3 separate regions of the Mus musculus genome follow, and regions 2 and 3 are each linked to region 1. A link is a contact called in public HiChIP or PLAC-seq and promoter capture Hi-C data. All regions are on one chromosome and are shown on one strand. The core of a region is the stretch at or near the end of the contact, and the rest is flanking DNA. Distances in the headings are between cores, read along the strand shown.

Region 1 (3,660 bases), core at 846-3,345:
CAGGGAGGGCTGCACAGAGAAACCTTGTCTCGAAAAAACAAAACAAAACAAACAAAAACCAACAAAAAAACAAAAGAACAAACAAACAAACAAACAAAAAAACCACATCCCTTCTAGGTAGCAGTGGCACATGCCTTTGATCATGCCAGGGAGGCAGAGTAGGGCAGATCTTTGTGAGTTTGAGGACAGCCTGGTCCACAGAGCAAGTTCCAGGACAGCCAGGGCTACACACAGAGAAACCCTGTCTTGAAAAACAAAACAAAATGATGAAAAAAATAAAATCACGTTCCTAATCCTAAATCTTGGCAAGTCACTTCACATCTTTCTGCCCTGGTACCATCCCGTTCTATGGCGTTAGAAATTGTCCTCGTCCCACAAACACAGGCCGAGCACCGTCCTGGGTGTGAACGTCTCCTTAGACTCATTCTCACCACCATATTGGACGATAGTGATAGTTTTAGACATATTGACTAGCAGCTCACTTGGGGCTCAGACTGATTTTGTTCTAAATTTAAAATCAATTGAAAATTGAAAAACAATAAAAAACAAAACAAACAAAAACCCACAAAAAACAAGCAGAGACTGAGGTGTTCTTTGTGCAGGCCCAACCCAAAAGTGAGTTGTCCCCTCTCCTTCATCCTGGGGGAATCCAGCACCCCTGGCTGTCTGCCCCAGGCAACAGAACTGAGTCCAGCTGATCTGGAGCCCTAGGTAAACAGGAATCACTTGTGCAGGTCCAAGGAAGGTGTTCTGTTTGTCTTCAACTCGGGCTCTGACTGACGTTTTGAAAATTGATTTCAAACGGCGTTCGGGTGCACCTGCTCGGAATGCCCGGCTGCCAGAAGGCCACCACCGATAGCGACAGGCATCCACGATGTATGAGGTGGTGGGTGAGGAAGTTGCCGCTGCTCCGCGCGTCTTGTCTCAGCTAAGCTTACACCGAGGCTGAGGAGGGGCCACGGGTGGATTTGCTGGAGAGGAAACTCCGTGCACAGCTGGCTTGGCGCTGCAACCCCAGGCCCAGAGGGCAGGCTGAGCCTGGGAAGTCTGCCTGAGAGATGCTTTGACGCTCCCCTCGCTTCCCAGTGCAGGGCTCTGAGCCTGGTATACTGGGTTGCTGGTTGCAAAGCCCAGGGAGCTGAGGCCAGCCACTTGGTCTAGTGGAGGAAGCTTCCAGACAGACCCGGGGGTTGGCTCGGCCCCTGTGGTCACGAAGAGAGAAGGAGGAGGAGGACGACGAAGGAGCTGGGTAAAGGTTCAGGCGACTAGCCAAGACCAGGCTTTGCGGACACCAGAGGCAGATGGGCAAGCTCCCACTGACCCACCCTACGTCGGAAACCAGACCAGCCTTCCTGGCACCAGGCTGATCGCCGCCTCCCCAAAAGGAGGTGGAGGGTGGAGGGCTTAGACCCTCCGGTGGCGGTGCGCACACTCAGCCGAGCCCTCTTCCCCGAACCCCGCCTAGACGCTGCCCAAACAGGTGCCCCTTGGACCGTTCCCCTCCCCCAGCACGCAGACCCCGGCTGGACAAGTGGGGTGGGGGAACTTGCGCAGAGGGCGGCGCGCGCCCTGGGACCGTCTCTGGCTGTCGCCAGCCCTGTCCCCGTCATCCGGAGCCGCGTCCCCACGCCTGCCACGCGCGTGCACACACACGCGCGCACACTCACACACTCACACATTGCTCCCACACTCGCCCCGCGCAGACCCCGCCCTGGCCCCGCCCCGGCCCCTGCGGGCGGCCCCTCCGGCGCCCGCGGACCCCGCACGCTGCGCGCGCCTGGCGGGAGGCGCTGGCGGCGACTCAGGGTACATTTGATTTTCCCGCAGTCCAGGGCACCCCGGAGCCGGAGCCCTAGCAGAGGACGTGGCGCTGCGCCCCAAGCCCGAGGCGGCTCAGTCCTCGTCCCCCATCCCCGAGTCCCCACGCCCCCTCAGGGGACCCCTCCCCGCTGCGCCTGGGTTCCCTCGCCGCGCCCCCCCTCCCCGCAGCAGCTCTCGCGCCCCGTTTCTCCTCGGGCCCCCGCTCTCCGCCCTCTTCCCGCTCGCACTTCCCACGCCCCCTCTTCGCGCTCCTCTCCTCCCCTGGCCGCCCAGCCCAGGGCTGCAGCCGCTCCGGAGGAGGCGTGAATCGCGCAGGAATATTGACTAATTTGGGTGGGGTGGGGGGACGGTGGGCGATGGAGCAACCCGAGGACATGGCGTCGCTCAGCGAGTTCGACTCCTTGGCGGGCAGCATCCCGGCTACCAAGGTGGAGATCACGGTGTCATGCAGGTGAGCCGCCCGCGGTTCGGGGGTGGGGGGGGACCCTGCCCCGCCCCTGGGCCGGAATCCCTCTTTCTCTGTAGCTTTCAGCCTTTGCTTAGCGAGCCTGCTTTTCACTGTTCTCGTCTCCCGGGCGCCCCGCTGCCTGTCTTCGGAGACCCCCTGCCCAGCGGCGGGTGGCGATGGCTGAATGGGCAGCCAGGCAGGGGTCAGGTTCCCAGAAAGTTTGCATTCGGAGCTGTTGCTTCCAGGACAGGAGGAAGACACGGAAACAGGGGTCCCAGCAGCAGAGTGGGAAGGGGAGGAGCCGCTCCAGGGTCTCCACTCTGGCTTTCTCCCTGATTTATCTTTCCCCAAAAGGAGAATTGAGAGGGACTGGCGCCATTCCTCCCAGGCATGACCCTCTGTGCCTCCCGTGACCTCCTTTCTCCCCCTACCCTGGCCTTTGCCCCAGCCTTCTCCCTCTCCTCCACTGTCTTAGAACCCAGGATTTGAAAGCCTCTTGCTTTAGCCTCCAGCAAGAAGGATCAACCGGGACAAGAGTCTCAGAGAGCAGGAAGCCTTGCCGAACTTAGGAGTGGTGTGGCGCCATTAAAAACCAGTAACTCTGATGGGAAAATCTTAAGCCAAAGGAGCGAAGGGCTGATGAGGAAGTGTCAGAATCCCCAGGCAAGAGGGGGAGGAAGGAGTTTGTTTTGTAGGCTGCCACCTCCAAGTCCCCAGTAATGCCATACTGGTTGGCCTTCTCTGTGGGGCTGGGCCTCTCAGGTTCTCTTAATAGGCTGCCCCGAGGCTGGACAGGCATGTGGCTGGCCCTAGGCACACTGCTTTGATAGGTTTGTGAAGAACATTGTGGTCCAGATATAACTCACTGGAGGTCCTGGCAATGGCCCATATAGCATTTCCAGAGCCCCATCGCACCCTTGTTCCAAACCACGCACCTTGGCTTTATGGTGCTGTTGGGTCAGATATTGTCCACCTCATCTCTGAGTTACTGAATTGAGACATTGGGCAAGTGTCCATATGTCCCGAGATGCTAGCCTCGGGTGTGAAAGAGGATGGATTCTGGGAAACTGCCTCCTGAGGACTTGAAGTGAGAGCTGCTGAGGTGGTGTCCCCAGCCAGGCTCTCTAGGGGACTACTGCGGTGACTCCCAGATGTGTGTCCATCCCCCACACCTCAGTCCCACACAGAGACAATTTGAACATGCCTTTACTCTGCTGGGAGCTTCCTGATGGCCCATCAGCTCTGTCTCACCTCCTCAGCTGTCAGCAGCTGTTAGCTTGCCCTCCTTCTGCACACAGCCCTGCCTCCCGCCTTCAATCACGCCTGTCGCCTTCAGACTCTTGAGTTGTCTCCCAGAGCCTTCCCACCTCTGAGCTCCTGAACAGCCTGTT
Region 2 (3,660 bases), core at 585-3,084, 250 kb before region 1:
CAGGCCTCGTCACCCCACAACACCCCCAAGTGGGGTGAAACCGCGGCTCTTATTCCTTTACCCTCAAAAGCAAAACAAAACAAAACAAAACAAAACCCTGCAGTTCTAAGAACTACCTTAAAACTCCCCCACAAAACAAAACTACAAAAGAAAAAAAAAAAAAAAGAAAAAGAAAAAGAAAAAAATCAGCACCAATGTCTCCCGCCACCAACGGCTCCACCTCCTACTGGAGGGAAAAGTGGGTCATACTTTAGAAATCTGGGCTACAGCCGGCTACCCACGACCTCTTATTCACCGGGAAAGCATGGAATTTAATAAATTCCTGCTGAAAAGAAAAACAAGCAAACACCAGCAGCAACAACAAAAACAACAACAACAACAAAACCCCAATCACGCCAGAAATGTTGCAGGTTCGTTCAACCAGCTCGAAATCCCCGGCTGTACTATGCCGGGAAGCTCGCCTCTGCCCCACCCCTGCCAGCTCTGAGCCAGGCGGCCCAATGACCTTTACAAAGGGCCGGAGCCGAGGCCGCCAGAGGCTTCCAGGCCGGCACCTTGGGCAGCTCCCTCCCCGGGGCCTGGCTCACCATCAAAGTCCGTGTAGACTGTGTCCTTGAGCAGCGCCCCCGACCCGAAGTCGATGAGTTTGATTTCGCCGCGGCTCAGGTCGATTAAGATGTTCTCGTCCTTGATGTCGCGGTGGAGAACCCCGCAGTTGTGGCAATGCCGCACGGCCTCCAGCACCTGCCAGAAGAATCCTCGGGCCAGGTCCTCCTGTAGGGCTCCTCGTTCGGTGATAAAGTCGAAGAGGTCTTGCACCGGTTCGGGCCTCTCCAGGATCAGCACGAAACTATCGGGCCTCTCGAACCAGTCCAGAAGTCTAATGACGCCCGAGAAGTCCGAGCTCACCTTCTTCAACAGGACCACTTCCATGGGCACTCGGGTGCCATTGGGCTGCAGAGTGAGGGCGAGGGTTAGCGCGCCGGTTCCGGCACGCCCGTCGCCACCCACCCACCCATGAGAGGGTCTCTGGCTCCGGCTCACTCACCAGTTCTCCCCAATCGGAAATCCGGTCCTTCTCCACGTGCTTAATGGCCACCTGGAAGAAGACCCCCGAGTCTCCATCAGACCCTCCTGCTCAAAGCATCCCTCCGCGCGCCCTCCCCGAGGCGGCGTTGCCCACTCACCGGCAAGTTGTCGGCGACGCGGATGCCAGAGTAGACCGAGCCGAAGCCACCGCTGCCCAACAGCGGGCCCACCTGGTACTGCGACTCCAGGGGCTCCTTCTCTTTGCCTAGGAAAGAGGCACGGGACACTCAGCGCGCTCGACCCACGCGGGGGTCTCCCGGCGTCCCAACGACCCGCGCGCCCAGGGTGGGGTGGGGACACTCACCCGGCGCCAGCTTGGTGGCGTGCAGGTCGTTGCAGGGCGCGGCGCGCAGGTGGGCCAGGGAGTTGATCTTGGACAGGAGCATCCCCACCTCCAGGGTGTCGGTGCGGCGCCGGTGCCGGGACGAGCAGCAGCGGCGGCGGAGCGAGCTGGGGCTGAGCCGACGGCCGGGACTCAGACTGCGGGTGGCGTTGCGGCTCTGGCTGCGGCTGGCGCGCAAGGCCGAGGGCGAGTCGGAGGACGACTGAGGGCGCTGGCGGGGCTGGCCGCGGGCGGGTTCGCCGGCTGGGTCAGGCAGTGCGGGAGGCGGCAGGGCGAGAGGCGCTGCGGGACCCAGGGCTGCTGCTGACTGTGACTGCTGCTGCTGCTGCTACTGCCGATCCCGCCGCCGGCACTGCCGACTCCCCTCCAGCCTCCTCCGCCGCCACGGCCGCTGCTGCAGACGCCCGGCTCGCCCCGCCGCCAGGAGTAAAGGGGCGGAGCGCGCCGCTGGGGAGGGCGCGCGCGGCGGGCGGGGACGGGGCGGGGCCTCTCCGGGAGGCCGAGGTGGGGAGCCGGGCTGGCTCGGCGGCGGAGGGCGGAGAGGGGGCGGGGAGGCGGCGGGACCAGGGCCGCTCCCCTCCGCTCCGCCCCCTCGCGGCTACACCCCTCTCCCCGGCCCCGCCCTCGGGCGCGGCTTCAGCCAACCAGAAGACGCCCTATTTGCATAAGGCGTTGCGGGCCCCGCCTCTCGCCTCGCGGTCAGAATGGTCGCTAACGCCGCCACGACGTGGCGGGAAGGAAAAGGCGCCAAAACGGAGGGGGAGGGGCGCTGGGCGTGCAGGGAGGCGGGAGCTGGGTGGCGCGCGCGGGCGGGGGAGGAAGGATGGGGAGGGGCGTATCGATTCAAACCCAAACAATAACAAAGCCATCAAAGGCCGCCCGAGGCCAGCTCTGCCGGCTCTGTGTTTCCCGGAGATTTGGGTTGTGGAGGGGGGTCGAGGATTGGAGCTGGAGCGTAGCAAGTTGTGAGAAATGGAAGGGCGTTGGTGTGGCGGGCGCGGAAGCCATGAGTAGGGACCGCGTGTGTGTGGATGCCGACCAGGGTGGTCCTCTGGTGTGACTCAGCCCGGAGACCTCCAAGGCTGCTGGGGCGGGTTGACGATGTTATGTGGGCTAGATCCTGGGGGTGATGATTGTGTTTTTGGGGGCGAAGGCTGTGCAAGACGTGAGTCACCGGCATTTTGCACACCGAGGCCAGTCACAGGCCTGCGAGGAAAAGTGGGGGAGACCTGGGATGCGAGGAGCCGGTGACAAAGATTCTCAATTTAGAAATGCAGAGAGAATTAGAAGGGACCCGGGGTACCTGATCCCCTCGGTCCATGTCCGAGCGCCTGAGAGAGGAAATCACGACACAAACGTTAGCTTTCTCTTGCCAAATGCTGCCTCAGCCCCTTCTGAGAGGGCGGGAGGAGCAGGAAAATTCCTGATCGCGGGCGAGGGTGGGAGGGTGCCGCTGGGTTTAATCAGAGGTTGTTGCGGTAGTTACCTTCTCATCAGCTTGGTATTAGCAGTCAGGCGATACCAGATATTATTGGCCCCCACCCCAGCCTTGTCTCAAAGGAAAGTCCCCACATGCACGTGGAAATACCACGGAAAGCTAGCCGAGTCCGCTTTCATCTTTTGTCCTTTTGAACTTCATGGAGAGTTGATAACGACGTGTGGAAATGGGTAAACTCTCATTCTGTGTAATCCATATAAACTGAGATACTGGTGGCCAGAGTCATGGACAGCCAGCTACACCCCTTGTTCGTTATTTTTGTTGTTGTTCTTAGGTCTGAGAGATCTTTAAAGGAGGAACGAGCCTGTTGTGGATGTAGTCATTAGCGCACGCGTTTAAATGCTTCCTTTACAAGTTTTCCATGCTGCTTATAAAGATGCCCAGAGACTCCATAACTTTTATGGATGCCTCTTACAAAACATTACATATTTCCCTTTGTTTGTGTTCTGTGGACTAACTCATTCATTTCTGATGACGAAAGGAGAAAAACCCAGGGGAAGGAGAATTACTTCCTTTTTTGCAGATAGGAAAATGACTCGTCACTGGGATGACACAGGGTCATACGACAGCAGAGAGAATGGCCCAAATTCTGCTCCTGAGGGTTCAGAGCTCTCCCTTTAATCAGCCTAAAAACATCTATGGCACTGGTATTGAGCAGGCAATCAGAAAACAGGTATGCCTAGAGTGGTGCCCAACGTTAAAACCACAACATTCTAACCAGGCCAGCCTT
Region 3 (3,660 bases), core at 390-2,889, 160 kb after region 1:
CTTCCCTCCCCCTCCCTCTCCTTTTCCCTTCCTCCCTCCCTCTGCTCTGGACTCTTCGAAATGCCGGCTCTCTCCCTCATATCTACAATTTAAAAAAAAAAAATCTCAGGCTGGAGAGACAGCTCAGTGGTTAAGAGCACTGACTGCTCTTCCAGGGGTCCTAAGTTCAATTCCCAGCAACCACATAGTGGCTGTCAACCATTTATAATGCGTTCTGATGCTCTTCTGACATGCAAGTGTACATGCAGATAGAACACCATACACATAAAAATAAATAAATAAATTTTTAAAAGAAGAAAATAGAGACCAGGACAGTGGGCATCTCTGGGGAGAGGAGCTGGTCTCCTGTACTGTCTACTCCCAGGATGGCACAAATGAAGTACACACACATACATTCAGGCAAAACACCTATACAAATCAAAACAAATAAATATAAAAAATTAATATTCTTTTATTCTATTTTTTTTATTCTTTTTCTTTTTTTTTTTTGGTTTTTTGAGACAGGGTTTTTCTGTAGCCCTGGCTGTCCTGGAACTCACTCTGTAGACCAGGCTGGCCTCGAACTCAGAAATCCGCCTGCCTCTGCCTCCCGAGTGCTGGGATTAAAGGCGTGCGCCACCACGCCCGGCTCTATTCTATTTTTTAAAAAGATTTAGTTATTTATTATATGTAAGTACACTGTAGCTGTCTTCAGACACCCCAGAAATAGGTATCAGATCCTATTATGGATGGTTCAGAGCTACTACGTGGTTGCTGGGATTCGAACTCAGTACCTCTGGAAGAGCAGTCAGTGCTCTTAACCGCTGAGCTGTCTCTCCAGCCCTATCCTATCTTTTAACTGCATTATTTCTTGTGTGTCGACATACACTGGAACAAGACAACATTAGGGAAGGTCAAAGGACAACATTCAGGCTCAGTTCTCTCCTTCTACCATCCAGGTTCTGAGGCTCAAACAGGGCTTGCCAACCTTGGCGGCAAGCTCCTGAGTCCACTGAACCATCTCACCAGCCCTTAGGATCTTTACGTGACAATGAACACAATTAAAAACTATACTTCGCTGGGCAGTGGTGGCGCACGCCTTTAATCCCAGCACTTGGGAGGCAGAGGCAGGCAGATTTCTGAGTTCTAGGCCAGCCTGGTCTACAAAGTGAGTTCCAGGACAGCCAGTATACAGAGAAACCCTGTCTCAAAAAACCAAGGGGAAAAGCAAAACAAAACAAAACACTATACTTCACAGCCAGATATGATGGGGCAAGGCTTCAGTCCCAGCACTTGGGTGATGGAGACAGAAAGGTCCCAAGATCAAGGGCATCCTCCTCTACCTAGCAAGTTTGAGGCCATCCGTGGCAACAGGAGACTGTCTCAAAAAAAGTAAAAGAAGATTGGCTAACCCCATGAGCACATGGTGACCTGAAAATGTCTCCTGTTGATTAAAAGCCCTCTCTCCATCCTCAATGCCTGATTTAATCTCCCAGAACAGAGCGCCCCCCGGCCCCCATGTGGCCTCCAGTTCTTCCCCGGACTCTTCCACCTGCAGCACAGAGAGAAAGAACTCAGAATAGAAGTTGTTACTGTGCAGGGATGGGGGGAGGGGGGAGAGGCGGAGACTTGGGCAGCCGGCAGGCTTAGCTTCCCCTGGCAGTCTGACCCACACTCCCCACGCCCAGGACCAAGTCGCCTGAGCCCCATAGCCACAACTCTCTGCCGGCCTTGCCCGGGCTTGCCTTCGGTTGCATCATCTCCCAGCTTTGCCAGGGGTGCAGAAGTGAACCACCCACTCAGCGCTGGAAAAACCAGCTAATTATATCTCCAAAGACCCAGGGCAAGAACTTGTGGACAACCTCAGCTGGCCTGGCCTGTCCCACTCGCTTTCCGTGAGTGTCCTCGACTTATTTCTTTCTTTCTTTCTTTCTTTTTTTTTTTTTTTCCTCTCTCAAAATAATAACAATGACAGCTAGCACTGGGGAGCGAGGACATAGCCTTTTATTCCCACACTCCGCACAGGGAGTTTAGACCTGAAGATCCAGAGTTCAAAGTCATCCGCAGCTACATGGGAAGTTTTGAGGCCAGCCTGGACTACGTGACGATAAAGAAAGGAGTCGGGGTCGTAGCTCAGTTGGTAGAGAGCTTGACTAGCGTACAGGAAATCCCGGGTTCCATTCTAAGCACTACAAAAACCGGGCTTGGTAGGTTATCCCTGAACTCCAGAGGTGGGGGCTGGATGCCCAGATAGCGGCATACTAAGTTTCAGCCCTCCGCCTGAGTTATGCGAGACCCTGTGTGGGAAAAAAAAAAAAAATCAAACTGAACAATGGCAAGCTACATAAAAACAAAACAAAAACAAATTGTCCTCGGGCTGTGCGGCTTTCTGCAAGAAGAGCCCCGCCTCCGCCACGGCCCCTCCAGGTTTTAGGAAACCTCAGCCAAGAGCTTGCCAACCGACCTCCCACTCCACCCCACCCCCACTCAGGGCTGTTAGCCTGAGCCGCTCCAAGCCTGGACCCACTGCAGTCAGCAGGATTGAGAAGACAAACACTGCTTTGACACCATCAATAGCAGCTGCTCGCTCCGCTCATTTCTTTTTCCAAATATCTTTAAAAATTCTATTTGTAGTATAGTCCAAAGTGCAGTTTCATTTTTCCATAATTTCCTGTATTTATTTTGTTGAGTCCGTAATACATTCCCAGGAATAACAGTCAAAAGATGAAAAAGGATGTTGGTTAAAAACAAAAACAAAAGTCTTTCCGGACCCCAGACAAACCCCCACCCTCCAGCCACCATTTCCTTCCCAGAGGTAGTAGCGGCACACATAACCTGTGTCTACTTCCAGAGAGAGCCCTCTGGTTGAAACAGTTGACCAGCAGATGGCCTATAGAATCCAGAACTTTTCCATGCTGGATGCACCATGGACTTCTTTTCTTCTTCTTCTTCTTCTTCTTCTTCTTCTTCTTCTTCTTCTTCTTCTTCTTCTTCCTTCTCCTTCTCCTTCTCCTTCTCCTTCTCCTTCTCCTTCTCCTTCTCCTTCTCCTTCTCCTTCTCCTTCTCCTTCTCCTTCTCCTTCTCCTTCTCCTTCTCCTTCTCCTTCTCCTTCTCCTTCTCCTTCTCCTCCTCCTCCTCCTCCTCCTCCTCCTCCTCCTCCTCCTCCTCCTCTTCCTTTTCCTTCTCCTACCCCTACCCCTACCCCTCCTCCTCCTTCTTCATTATCATCAATTCATTAGGGAAATAGGTGTACCATAGCAAGCTTGTGTGCCGGTCAGAGGACAACTAACCAGAATGGTCTCTACTCCATCCAGGGATCAAACTCAGCCCCGCAGGCTTAGCAGCAAGCACTTTTACTTGCTAAGCTAACTTGCTGGTTCCCACAAAAGCTATTTTTAGCAATACCTATTCCAGGAGAGAGTGGTTGCACCCAGAGTTGGTGAACAAGGTAGAGACTTACAAGTTCAAGGTTCACTTTGGCTACTTAGGGATACTCTGATACCAAAGTGGGGGAAAATCCAAGAAAACAAAAGACAAAAACGGGGTTGGGGAGAAAGAGATGCCGAGTGATTAAGAGCACTGGCTCTTTTTACAGAATTGGATTCCCAGCACCCACATTGACAGTTCATAATCATCTATTAACTCCAGTAGCAGGCAAGAAGCAATGCTCTCTTCTGGCCT

Evidence for each region. HiChIP or PLAC-seq counts read pairs in DNA pulled down with a chosen protein or histone mark. Capture Hi-C pulls out chosen DNA fragments and counts their contacts.
Region 2: a contact with region 1 is called in a promoter capture Hi-C map of liver. The contact joins the promoter of Pim1 here to the promoter of Cpne5 in region 1. A contact is called at or near these places in 4 of 39 promoter capture datasets (cranial neural crest, embryonic stem cells, frontonasal cranial neural crest and 1 more), 8 of 115 datasets of contacts at active chromatin or transcription factors (embryonic basal ganglia, embryonic forebrain, embryonic midbrain and 4 more) and 4 of 9 other capture datasets (adipose tissue, embryonic stem cells, liver and 1 more).
Region 3: a contact with region 1 is called in an H3K27ac HiChIP or PLAC-seq map of embryonic stem cells, with 8 read pairs. The contact joins the promoter of Trp53cor1 here to the promoter of Cpne5 in region 1. A contact is called at or near these places in 7 of 39 promoter capture datasets (the HPC-7 cell line, cranial neural crest, frontonasal cranial neural crest and 4 more), 1 of 15 datasets of contacts at CTCF or cohesin (the NIH/3T3 cell line), 5 of 484 Hi-C or Micro-C datasets (the G1E-ER4 cell line, bone marrow-derived macrophages and embryonic stem cells), 20 of 115 datasets of contacts at active chromatin or transcription factors (the 230-238 cell line, the HPC-7 cell line, acute myeloid leukemia and 12 more) and 3 of 9 other capture datasets (adipose tissue, liver and pancreatic islet).

The regions. Positions count from the first base shown.
Region 1 is chr17:29,236,225-29,239,884 of GRCm38.p6, reverse strand. It overlaps Cpne5 (copine V), which reads left to right and starts at 2,095. Exons shown (of 21, transcript NM_153166.2): 1 at 2,095-2,272. The coding sequence starts at 2,178.
Region 2 is chr17:29,488,959-29,492,618 of GRCm38.p6, reverse strand. It overlaps Pim1 (proviral integration site 1), which reads right to left and starts at 1,834. Exons shown (of 6, transcript NM_008842.4): 1 at 1,394-1,834; 2 at 1,188-1,294; 3 at 1,049-1,099; 4 at 588-954. The coding sequence starts at 1,475. It overlaps Gm26885 (predicted gene, 26885), which reads left to right and starts at 1,075. Exons shown (of 4, transcript NR_168683.1): 1 at 1,075-1,442.
Region 3 is chr17:29,077,105-29,080,764 of GRCm38.p6, reverse strand. Trp53cor1 (tumor protein p53 pathway corepressor 1) reads left to right here and starts at 1,639. Exons shown (of 2, transcript NR_036469.2): 1 at 1,639-1,874.